Regions from separate parts of the Mus musculus genome. Here region 1 is linked to region 2. A link is a contact called in public promoter capture Hi-C data. All regions are on one chromosome and are shown on one strand. The core of a region is the stretch at or near the end of the contact, and the rest is flanking DNA. Distances in the headings are between cores, read along the strand shown. Region 1 holds the start of Fli1 (Friend leukemia integration 1). Region 2 holds the start of Aplp2 (amyloid beta (A4) precursor-like protein 2).

Region 1 (6,422 bases), core at 2,186-4,685, 1.3 Mb after region 2:
GATGAGAAAACTGAGACCCAGGAGTTAAGAGCCTTGCCTTAACACACACACACACACACACACACACACACACACACACACACACACACACACACACACACAAGTAGTACAAATGAAAATGAAGCTAGGTTTTCTCCCAGGCCTTCCTCTCTTTCCGTATTCCCCAGGTTCATGCACACAGGTTCTAAAACTCTTCTCTGGTTGATTTCCAATCTTTGATGGTGCACTTTACCTTCGTAGTTCTACAGATGGCATCAATCTGATCAAAGAAAACCTGCCTAGAACTCAGATGCAGTTTGAAACCAGGTCATTTCTTCAAGCAGCAAGCAGTATCACGTGCCTTCTAACACTGATAATATCGCTGTGGCGAGCAGGGGTGGGGTAGGGTGTTGTTTAATATGTCAGGTTAACTTGTCTATAGCTAAAGAAGAGCAAACAAACTGAGGCTTTCCATATGAGTTCTCCCATCAGACATTCTTGGAAAAGCAGGGGCCCTAACTTGGAAAGGCAGCATGACTGGACATTTACAACTCCCAAAGATAGATGCTAAACAAAACAGGAGGCTACTGTAAAGAAAGCCAGAGTTCCCTGGCACCCTGAACCATGTACACCCTGGGCATCAAGACCCACAGGTATTTTCAGATTGAGATTGAGGAAGATGCAGGCAGGTGCATAAGATCACATCCCAGAATCACTCAGTGCTGATTGTCCCAGGCTGTTCAAACTGGCGAGCTAAGTGCTCTAGGTCTGTATCTACAGATTTACATTTGATTGATAGTATCCTCTGACCTTTGTCCATGTAGGGCAGGATAGTGGTTTAGTACACAAGCAACTGGGACACCAGTGTAAAGTAGTCCCATGGGATTTTTATGAAGATTATGAAGGTCAAAGATGTCCTATAGCTGTAAATTCATATAATAAGATCACAAGTTGGTTGACATTCCTTCCAATTCAGTGCCTTTCAGTATCTACACCAAGCATGGCATTAAACCATCATGTAAGTGGGGTCTAGGACCCCCCAAATCAGAAGGTCACATATAAACAAGAACCTATGGCTTCTACATAGCTAAAAGGCTAAAGGATACACGAAAGACTCAATCTTCCAGAACCTTTGGTATCCAGAAGATGGCTTGAAAAGCGATTGATCTATAGGTAGCCTTGGAGTTAAGTCTCCCAGGTGAGAAACAAGGTATTCCTTGGGAGGTCTGGGGGGGGGGCTCATGAGCTCCTGTTAGTTATTGACCCTAAAAGAGCCCTGACCCCCATCTTTGGTATGGAGTGGCAGCCTCCTGGTCTAAGGTTGCCCTTGAGGCCTGTCATGCCCATCCCATTGTGCACAGTGTGGGGTTAACACATCCTGGGTACACAGACCACAGCTTCCTCCAGAGCTCAGGGCCTGTGCTTAGAGGTCTGAACACTGCGCAGATATTGCTTCACTTCTTCTCAGAGTGTCCACATTAAGCCTCTGGAGCCACATTACCACCCTTTAGGACCTAGGGGAGTTTGGGGGGGGGGGTTGTGAGTAGATAGTGTTCTGAATGGGGGTGTGAAGATTTTCGAAGGACCATCTGGTTACTGAACCTGAGGGATGTAGGCACTTGCAGGAACATACCAACAGGAAGCAGAGAAGCAGGGCCCAGGGACCTGCACTGTCAGGTCTCCAGAGCACACCCCTTAGGAACACTCTCAAGTCAGGTTTGAAAAACCTGTGGCTAGGTGGTTGTGTTAAAACCCCATTACAATCGGCTATCTCATCTGTCTTTGAGTTCCTTCAGTTGGTGCCTTTTACCTAAGTCAGCATGTTTCAGAGAAGGAGGGAGGGAGAGAGAAGGAGGGAGGGAGGGAGGGAGGGAGGGAGGGAGAGAGAGAGAGAGAGAGAGAGAGAGAGAGAGAGAGAGAGAGAGAGAAGAGACTCTTAGAAAATAAAAACACTCTGACCCCACCCAGAAGATAAAAATCTGTTAAATTCTCTAAAGCCAACAACACCTTCACCTCCTCTTCATCAAGCCATGAGAGGGAAGTGGATTCCTCTGGGTTCTGGAGAATGGCGGCTCTGCCAGTCCCCACCTCACCAGCCTGATAGTTTTTCCAGAGCAATTCCTGCTTGATATGCAGCCTTGAAGCTAACGTCTGCTCTCATTCATTCTCCTAAGTCCTCTTAGGCTAGTCACGTTAGGGGGTGTCCCTCGTCTCTGCTCCTGGCCCTACTTCCCCCTTTCGGAGGGAGCACTCGGCCTTTCTGAAGCGTGACAGGGAACCCAGACTCACAGGTCTGCTGGTCTGCACTTTGCAACCTAGACCCAAGCTGGGCCGGCGCGGGTGGCGGGTGGGGGTGGGGGTGCAATCGGCAAGCCCCAGGCCATAGACTCTGAACCAGCCACCGCAGGGGGACAGCTGTTGAAGGAGTTTAATTCTTACTGAGAGGACAGCTCCTGGATCCCTTGCTCTAAAGCAGGCGCACGCACAGTGTGCGGGATCTGAGGCACTGAGGAGCCGGAGAGCAAGGAGATTCCTAACCCGAGGAACTGCGAGGCGGGCCCGTTAGCTCCAGGCAGCCGGCGTCCGCAACTGCCGGGCAGCAGCAGTGAGAAGGGGGGAAGAGAAACCGGTCTGGCTGACAAGTAAACAGGGTCTTCCATCTGGACCCGCCGGCTCAGCCGGATCCTCAGACACCCTCCCTTGCACCCCTTGCCCTCCCGCAACTACTCCTCCAACTCGCTCGGAGGGTCGGGGGACCCCAGCCAGAGGCGAACGCTGCTCCTGCCCGCGCAGATCTCGGCCTCTGGCGTGAGGAAGCTGGCCGCCAGACTAGTGCCTGGCGCCGGGGCCAGGTCGTCTGGGTGCCGGGTGGGAACCGACCCGGCGATCTCCCGCCCGAGACTCTGCTCCGCGCCCCGGGTCCCCAGGTTTCAGCTGCCGGGTCTCGCAGCCCCTTCGGGCGGCACAGTGGGAGCCTGCGGGATTCCACAGTGGCGCAAGGAGTGAGGGGTAGATCGCCCTGGGCGGGAAGGCTGGCCGGCCTCCTCGGAATGGGGGACTCGCCACCCGGAGGAGACCGCGCGAAGCCGGGGCGCGGAAGGAAGGGAGAGCGGCCACGTCTTCCGGGACCCCGGCGCCCAGCCCTCCCGCCGCCCCGGTCGGCCCTCTCCCCGCGCCCACTGCCCAGCCGCTTACCTTAATAGTCCCGTCCATTTGGCCAAGTCTGCAGCCGAGCCCCCCAATATTCCACACATTGACCCGGTTACAGCCTGACCTCGTAGCCCCTTCAGATTAGCCCGGCGCGGCCTCTTTGGCGCCCTGGGCCCTCTCTGAGTGCCCCCTGCGAGCGCCCTGCCCTCGCTCCCCTGTGCACGTTTGTTGTTGTAGCGGATCGAAAAAGAGACAGTTAACCGGATGAAACTTTTTTTCAGCTAATTTTGGGAAGTGACTTCACTTTGCGATCGGGGAGGAAGTCCTATCTCTCTCTCTCTCTCTCTCTCTCTCTCTCTCTCTCTCTCTCTCTCTCTCTCTCTCATCTCGCCCTCTCCACTCTCTGCTCTCTCTTGTCTTCCCTCCCCCACACCCCCTCGTCCTCTCCTCGCCCTGCTTTTCGCATCACTCGCTATATAAATATACGCGGGATGCCCAGTTACATTCATGCACTGCGCACACAGGATACTTGCTCCTGGGAGATAAGAGCTGGCCAGGAACAATGACGGGGTCCACGCCCAGTATCCGCTCCCTGATTCCTGAAGTCTGCAACTCCCCCATCACCTTCCCCCCAAATCCAAAGCCAAACGCCTCTGGCCTCTTTCCTTTCCCTTGGGCCTTTGGCCGAAGGTGGCCCTCCTGACTCATTCACTTTCCGTTTCTTCCCACAGATACATTCATTAATGCTTTTTCCAGCCGGAGTCAAACTTTTTTGGGGATGGGAGGAAGACGGCGGAAGAGTTTGTTAGAACAGGGGATAACCTGGCGATGCTGACCGCCAGGGGAGATTCGGATGCAGATCAAGGCAAACCTACTATTTTTAAAAAGGAAGGAAGGAAGGAAGGAAGGAAGGAAGGAAGGAAGGAAGGAAGGAAGAAAGAAAGAAAGAAAGAAAGAAAGAAAGAAAGAAAGAAAGAAAGAAAGAAAGAAAGAGAGGAGCCGAAGAGAGTTTTTGCATCTAAGCGCTGGTCTCCGGATAGGCTCAAAGCGAATTCTGGGTCCCGCGGACCTGACCTGTCAAGGGCTCAATACCTCAAGCTTTGTTAGCAGAGAGATGCCCATGCTTTGGCGCGCCTCGACTCCGGGCTCCACAGCCCGCTAAGGAGGTAGACCAGCCACAACCTAGGCTTTTTGAGTTAAATTCTCTCACCTATCAGGACCCGACGGCCCAAGTTCTTCAATACCATCGCAGCCCCCAAGGAACTGACACCAGGGCGAGCTTGCCCTCCACACTACGCAGCAGGACCCAGGAGCGCGGCGAGCCGCGGCTCAGCAGAGACCCCACCTTGGATGAGAACGGGCAGTCTAAGGGTCCAAGCTAGGGACTGTCATTCCCAACCAGCGGCGTGGCCCGCTTTACCGGCTCGGTTCTTTCTGCTATCCCCCGCGCCTCCCCTGCTGGACCCAGGAGCTCTCTTGTTAAGGCTTCTCTGGGGTATCGGCGCTGGCGGCCTGACTCCCATCTCCCAGACTTTGAAAACAGGTTACCTTTTTCCACGCTCTTCAGACCACGCTGTGGACTTTCTCACTATTATTTAAGAGTCCTCCCGGGAAAAGAGGGGAAAAATTCCAGAGCAGATCCGAATAAATTGGAAAGGAAAAAAAAATCAAGAGGGTGTCCACGGCGGCAAGAAGGTGACTTATTAATTCTTTATTTCTTCAGGAGCAATTGCGCTCGCTCGCTCGCCTCCCTCCCTCCCCCCTTCCCCCTCTCCAAATTAGTCTCATCAATTCAGCTCCAATTTGGGGTTCGAATACAGACACGGGTCTGAACGTGACCAGACCTGGAGTGGCGGTGCAGCCTGCCAGCAATTGAGACTCGGTTTACTGTGGGGGGTGGGGTGGGGGCCGGGCCCACTCCCCCTCCTCCTGTCTGCTTCTCAATCCAGGGGTCTGCTCCGGGGCTCCCCTGGGACCGCCACATCTGGTTACCGCTAGCGGGGTCAGTCCCCCCCCTTTGCCTGGGGCCACCAGTTCTGGAGTTCAATTAAAAGAAATCAGGCTTAACCCTTTCCTGCCTGCGGCCGGGCTGCCCGCCCTCTTGCTCTTCCCTTCAGCGTTTCCACATGCTTTCCAGAGAGGAAAGAGGTTAAAGGGAAAGAAGAATGAATTACATCCTTTCAAACCCCAAATTGTTTCCTTTTCAGCCCAGACATTCAAACGACAACGTAGCTTTCAGGAGGGTGCACCCAGGCTATACTGAGCCTCTTTCTGTCCGAAAGGAGTGTTTACGTCTCCCCGCAGAGGGTCTCCTTCCAGGCACTGGACAGTTACAAAGGCCACAAAATAGCCAATCCACATTTAATCACCACGCCCCCCGCCCCGCCCCGCCCTGCCCCAAGGGCCAAGTGGCAGACAATCACCAGGTTTTCCTTTCGGCTTCTGCTGATCTGGCAAACGACAGTCACGTCCATTGCTGAATAACACTCACTGGAATAATTCACTTGGAATATCCCCGAACTTCATTGAGCCCAATTCCTTCTCAACAAGAATTCTTGTTCAACAAGAATCCGGATAAAAATGAAGACTTGAACCCCCACCTCAGCTAGGGAGTATTTTTTTGTTTGTCTCTGCCTGCAAACCGGACACTGAAGCAATTTCACAATTTTGGGGCGTAGGGGCGCTGGCATAGGCTCCCCCGGGCATGACAGGCTTAGGCATCATTGCAATCTATTGACATTTTACCACCGACCCCTCCATCGGAACCTCCTCTCATTCACAGGGTTCTCCACACAGAAGAAGGCACTGTCCCCCAGTTTTGAACAGATCTGGGATAGAATGTCGGGTTCCTCCCATCCCTTGCTGTTGCTCTGGTGGGCGAGTTTGCCCGCTTATGTAACTCTGGGGATGGTGCTCCACTGGATCCTCCTGACTCTCTTTTAAATCCCGAAGGGGGGAAAAGCCCTAACCAAACACAACAGTAAACAAGTCTGCCCTGTTTAATGTGGTTACCACCAGACATCTGGAAAGATGGTTTGATCCTGGCAGCTCACATTGTTTTCATGAGCAGCCAAAGAGAATATTTTGAATGTTTGCATTGAGACAAATTGATAGAGAGCCTGCGGTGAGGCCTGCTGCAAATGAAAACTGTCTTGTGCTGGAGAGGGCAGGTCCCTCCCCTTCTCTCGCTTCTCACTCCCCTTCCCTTTCCTACCCCCCCCCCCTTTTGGCTCTCACTGGCTCTTCCCTTCCCTGTGTACCCGTCCAGCTCAGGAATGGCAGCCCCTGCCCAC
Region 2 (6,436 bases), core at 1,986-4,485:
CAGCACACGCCTTTAATCCCTGCACTAAGGAAGCAGAGGCAGGTGGATCTCTGAGTTCCAGGCCAGCCTGGTCTACAGAGACAGCCAAGGCTACATAGAGAAACCCTGTCTGGAAAAAACAAAACAGATTCAGCAAATTCAGTTACTTCAGAGCTTGTTTCCCCAGCAGTGTGATACCTCAGTGGACAAAGGCACTGTTGCCATGTCTGACCAACTGAGTTTGCCTGACAGGGCCTGCAGGAGAGAAGTGACTCCCATACTTTATACGTTGTCCTATGACCACCACAGTGACCTCAATACACAAAATAAACAAATGAATGCATCTTTAAAATATTTTAGAGTGAGAGCGGGAGAGACACAGTATTGAAAAGTACTTCTCACTCTTCCAAAGTGGGACCTGAGCCTGGAGCCCATAACCTTTATCAAGTGGCTCACAATTCCTTGCAGCTCCTGAGAATCCAAAACCTCTTGGCCTCCAAAGGGCACACATGTACCATACTCTTAACACAGACACACATGCATAAATAATAAAATACATCTTTTAAAATATTTTAAAGTCTTTTCCCCTAACTTTCAAACATAAATGGCATTGAAGAATTCCTTCCTCAACCCTGTAAGTCCCATTATGTTGACTGCTTCGTTAAGATGGGAATGACATGAATTCTTCTACAGAAGAGCACACTGATGAACCTAGTTTAGTTCCTGTTGCCAGCAGTGTCTTTAAAATGCACTTGCAATAGAAGCATTACCCTGATACAACGCCACCTTTCACAAGTATCTCAGAAAGCAGGTTCCACTTCGGTTGTCATTCTTGAGTTTCCTGGACACTGCCCACCAAAGGATCACTTTCAGATGTAGCAGAGTAAATTCAAGTTCTGGCTTTCAGAAGCTCAAACATCCATAGTAAAGGGAGCAGTTTGGGCACACACTTGGGTCTTGCACACAAGAAAATGTGCCCTGGGAATTATGAAAGGAAGTGCCCAGAGCAGAGAGGTGTTATTAAAAAAAAAAAAAAAAAAAAAAAAAAAAAAACAGGTGCAAAAGATTAATTTAGTCAACACCAAGCAACACTAAAGATCCGCCAATCAATAATTCTGTGCCAAGCAACTTGATCAGGGATTTGGCCAGAATCCCCTTGGCTAATCTCAATAAGGGCCTTCTCAAAGACATCATGATTTAAACCATTCTCATCTGAATTATGGCTTTAGCAATCCTCTGCTTGACAGCAAATAAGCAAAGAGAATGTACACATGTGAATAAAACTCTGCCAGGCAGCCAAAGGAAAGACCACTTGAGACAATGACAGTGTGAATAAAAATATTGTTCCAAGGAAGTGAAAAGTCTACAAAACTCCATTTTAAAAGCATTCTGCAAAAATGTTTTTTACTTTGTTTAGACAAACTTTTCAATTGAACAGCGTGGCGATCTGTCAAAATTAATCCATAACAACTAATTCTGATATTGGTATTTTTCCCCTGGAGACATTAAATATTAAATGGATTCTTTAAAACTGATGAATTCTTTATTGTGAATTCACTAGTACCTAAAGTTTCTCACACCGCTGGAAAGTGAGGTGGAGTGTGAACAATGGTTTTTGACACTGACCCATTAAGTCCCACCCAATATATAAAACTCGGTCTCCCCACCCTTCTCTTCTTATCCCCGCTCAATGTAGCTGTTTCCCAGTGACATCTTATCAGGGATCACAGATACAGCCCTACCAACTGTGTGGAAGCTGAAAGAATCGAAAAGTTCGTGTGTATAAACATTAACTGTTTCTACTTAAGACTTATCTTTTTTTCCCACCTCAGTCAAAAAGTTTCAAGCAAGATGAATACAAAGATTGTTTTAAGATGTGCCATCCGGAAGATTTTTTTCCTCATTAGATCTTTTTACCAATAGAAATATTTACACATTCTGTAGAAATGAATTCACTCTGAGCCGGGTTTTTAATTAGAACATTCTCAGGTCATGCCTATTTTATCAAACGCAATCTCTGACACTGGCTCAACGTACAGAAAGCCACGGTGGGTTTTTTTTTTTTTTTTAATACAAGCAGGCGCAAGAAGAAATAAACAACACCAGAAACACACAGTCCAGTCCTACAGTTCAAGCATTATTTCGAGAAAGTAAGTAAAAATAAAGTCCCATGTCTCCCTAGGCGACAGAGGGTTCTTGCGGGGAGGCTAGGTGCAGAGCAAGCTGCAGTACGGGTTCCACATCCGACATCCTGGCTCTTCCAGCGGCCTGAACTCCCGCCAACCACCTGGGACCCTAGACGACTTCACCAGGTTAACGGGGGTGACCTCTGGTGCAGAACAATCACTGTGACCCTGACCCACGTAAAGTACCCCCTGAAGCTTTCCAAATGTACTGGTGGATAGCTTCAACGTCCCCTGGGAGGAGGAAAGCCGGGCTCCCTAGTTTGCCAGACTTGTGCAAACGACTGGGAGGCAAGGGAGGGCGCAGAGCGCCCCGCTGCCCTGGCGGCGCCTCCTCTCCCCGCTCCCTCGGCATCTCGGCCACTCGCCAGGGCTGGAGCCGCATCCCCGCTGCCAAGTCCACCTGGTCAACGACTGCTGCGCGCCGACCGTCAAGGTGCGAGCCCGAAGCCCAGGCCCCCGACCGCTGCGGGCACCGGGGACCCGGTGCAGGCCGCCCCATTTAGAGCGCCGCGGGGCCGCAGGGCGCACGGCTGAGGCGCGCACGGCCCCGGGGGAGGGAGAGCGCGCGGTGCGGTGTCCCCGAGGATGCGGCGGCGCCGCCAGCGGGTAGGGGGCTGGGGCGGCCCCGCAGCCCCGACGCCTTTCATTTGGCCTCTGCGGCGACAGAGGCAGCCCGACCTCGGCGCTAAGCTCTGCGCAAAGCTGAGGCGCGCGGGCGGGGTGGGGGGAAGGCAACCCGCCGCTGCGCCGAGCCTCGCGCCGCGCCCCCGGTCCCACGCCCGCCCACAGGCCGTGCTCCCGGGCGACCGGAGGAGACGCAGATCGGGAGCTCGCCTGGTCCTCACCTCTATGTAGCCAGCCAGAGCCGCAGCGGGCGCCGTGAGCCCGAGCAGCAGCAGGACAAGAAGCTTGCCGGTGGCCGCAGCGGCCGCGGTCCCGGTGGCCGCCATCCTTCTCCAGGTCGCTGTGGCGCTGGGCTCTCCCCGTCTCTCGCACAGCCAGGCTACAGCGCTTCCCTACCGCGACCCAGAAGCGTCTGAAGCCCGTTCGCCGCCGCCCCGGGGGTTTTACATCGACCGGAACTGACTTCACAAAACCACGCCCCTCTTCGACAGGACCCAATACGAGCCGGCATAACTGGCCTAAGATACCTCCCCTTGTTTAGCCCAGGTCCAATCAGAGCACGGATACACCGACTCCCCTCCCCGCCCAGCGCGTGCCCCCTCGTGGCCCCGCCCCAAGCCACGGCCAGCCCCGCCCCCGCTCTGGACCCGAGGCTGGGGGCGCAGGAGTCTTCGCGGGTAGACCGTGGGCCGCTGTTCCCAGGGCGGGAGGCTCCTGTTTGGTTGTCTCCTGGGGTGGCTCTACATCATCCACCTTCAGCATCGGGATTTGGGCACGCCCCACTCCCCTAACCCTGCAGGATATTTTCCATATTCCTTTGGGTACCGCCCTCTTTGGGGCTTCTGGAAAATGTTTTAATTAAAAACAGGATGAATTGTTGGGAGTTCCGGACGGTTTGCAGAGGACCGACCCTGTCGCCCTGGAGGATGAACGCCGACATTCTGCTCTCCCCAGCGCTGCACGGGGCGCGCTCTTCCCCCCCAGACCTCTGCGCCCTTGTTTCGCCCCTGAACCCGCAGTGTCTGCACACCGCTGACCTCTGCTCCTTAGGTCCTTTCCCTGCCCCTCCTCGTCGTCACAGCCCCTGCGGCACAGAGAGGCCTTCCCCGCCGAGGCCAGTGGCGCCAGGCCACTGAAACACAAGCTCCCACCCCCCCACCCCCCTTCTCATGTGTTTCAGGACAGGATTCTGGCATCATTTTTCTTCAGTTTAAGATCTCTAAAGCAAAAGACACGCTTTCTCTCTTTTTTCATGCTCCCCAGCATCTTGGTTCCTGGGAAAGCGGCCTGCTGCCCCAGTTCACAACTGGCACCTTGTCCTCTCCATCACGAGGGCTCTGCTGGCTTTGTTTCCTTTCCGTAGCGGGTGATTTATGTACCACCCTCTGCAGAGACCTGGACTCATTTCTTTAGCTTCAACCATATCAAGAACCAAGTTCCTCTCCGCAGGAAGCATCTTAGTGGAGAGGGAGAGACAGTGTCTATAGTGGGCAGAGTGGGACAGTAAGGACCCTGTATTTTACAGATGCATTCTGCAACTGCACGCCAACGTAAGCAGTCCCGCTGTGGTCAAACTGGCTCTGCCTCATTCTCAATGGATGCCAGACACCTTTCCATTGCACAGCCCTTCCTGCTCCTGCTCCATTCCCACAATCCTCCATTCCACCTACAGGAAACACCTTACACAGATGTCATTTCACCCACCTCAGAATGCTGAGAGGGCTGTATCATACCGTGGCACTTTCCCATGGCTAGGTCTCTATGTCTCTCACATCACTGACAAGACATGAATTACGCCCAGTGAGTCTCCAAATGGGGACCTCATTCGATAAATGTTAGTACTCAATCCAGAGGCCCTAGAATTAGCATGAGTTTAGTACTGAATTTACCTTCACTCTCATTTATACATTGAACAAATGTGGCACTTGTCAGTGGGGCCTTTGAAAGGTAACTGGATTTAGTTGAGGTCATGGATGGGGGGCATTTCAGGACAGGATTAGTGGCCCTTAGAAAAGATAAGGGAAATTAAGATTTTGCCCTCCCTTTCTGGATCTTCCCCTCTCTTCTCTGTCTCCCTGCCCTTGTGAAGAAATAGTAAAAGCATCTAATATGTGGGAGGGGGGAAACGAATTTAGGAAATGACGTAAGGGAATTTCAGCCTAAAGCAAGTTGGAACTGGAAAAAGTTTGTTTGCATTTTCAGACATTGAAGAGTATTCATGAGAGGTGATTGACACATCGACCATGTTCTGGACTCTAAAATGCTACTCTATCTTTATTACATGATGCTGTTGGAGTGTGTCTACTCTTGCAGCTCTCAGACAGTAAATTTTCATCCCAAATGTGGTCTAGGTCTAAGAATCCTTTATTATCTTTGTGCACAAAAGTAAAAGGTTCTAAGATAATCATTTTGTTCTATTTTCATAAGACTCAGACTTTGTCTTCCACATACATTTAAGGCATATGCATTTCTTTGTTTTAAAAGGCCCAGAGTTCATGGTTGTATTTCTAACTTGTGCAGGAGTCTTCGATCCTCTGTGTATACCCTATACATATGTGAGATGCAGACTATGACTGCTGCTCCCAATTGAAGATGCGTTTCAGAGTCAACTATGAATTTTATTACAAAGGACCACAACTCCAGAAATTCCGATTCTCTAATATACATATATTTATGAAGCTTCCTAGGAAAGTCTAATTACTAGTATTTTATTTTGTTTTATTTTATTTAAGTCTGGGAACTGAACAGAGGTCTTCCAGCATCCTAGGCACACTGTATCTTTTGAGCACACTTTATCTTCAGTACATTCCCCACCCCACCCCACCCCTTTTTTTTTGGGGGGGGGGGGTTTCGAGTAGACCAGGCTGGCCTCGAACTCAGAGATCTGCCTGCCTCTGCCTCCCAAGTGCTGGGATTAAAGGTTCTTTTTTTATATATATATATTTTTAAGATTTATTTATCATTGTATCTAAGTACACTGTAGCTGTCTTCAGACACACCAGAAAAGGGCATCAGATCTTATTACAGATGGTTGTGAGCCACCACGTGGTTGCTGGGATTTGAACTCATGACCTTTGGAAGAACAGTCAGTGCTCTTACCCGCTGAGCCACCTCTCCAGCCCCTGTAGGTTCATTCTTAATCCTCTTCCCATGATCCAACTGTGTAAAATTTCTGGTCAGTGATTCCAGGTTTTAAATAATTTGTACATGTTCAGTTGCTACACTTTATCATCCACTAAGAATTTAAACAAAGATCACCTTCTCTGTTCAGCTGCTAATGCCAGAATCCATATTTCTTTTCACATGCTTTTCCCTGTTTTTAGTTTATTTGGTTTTTGGTTTTTTGGTTTTGGTTTGGTTTGGTTTGGTTTTTTGTTTGTTTGTTTGTTTGTTTGTTTTGTTTTTTGATGGCTTTTTTGGCTCATGAATTTTATTTTTGTTTGTTGATAAATGTAAGACTGGAAAAAATTTTAAGAATTATAAAGAGGGCGGTTAAAAGAAGAAGAAGAAAGAGTGCTTCAATGGAAAAAATTTAAGAATTATAAAGAGGGTGGTTAAAAAAATAAGAAGAAAGAGTGCTTCAAGGTAGTGTAGTGGTTTCTCAATTCTTGAGTATGGTAGATGGGAATATCCCAGCAACAACAAGA

The links. Capture Hi-C pulls out chosen DNA fragments and counts their contacts.
Region 1: a contact with region 2 is called in a promoter capture Hi-C map of adipose tissue. The contact joins the promoter of Fli1 here to the promoter of Aplp2 in region 2.

The regions. Positions count from the first base shown.
Region 1 is chr9:32,538,017-32,544,438 of GRCm38.p6, forward strand. It overlaps Fli1 (Friend leukemia integration 1), which reads right to left and starts at 3,436. Exons shown (of 9, transcript NM_008026.5): 1 at 3,175-3,436. The coding sequence starts at 3,192.
Region 2 is chr9:31,208,613-31,215,048 of GRCm38.p6, forward strand. It overlaps Aplp2 (amyloid beta (A4) precursor-like protein 2), which reads right to left and starts at 3,236. Exons shown (of 18, transcript NM_001357698.1): 1 at 3,011-3,236. The coding sequence starts at 3,115.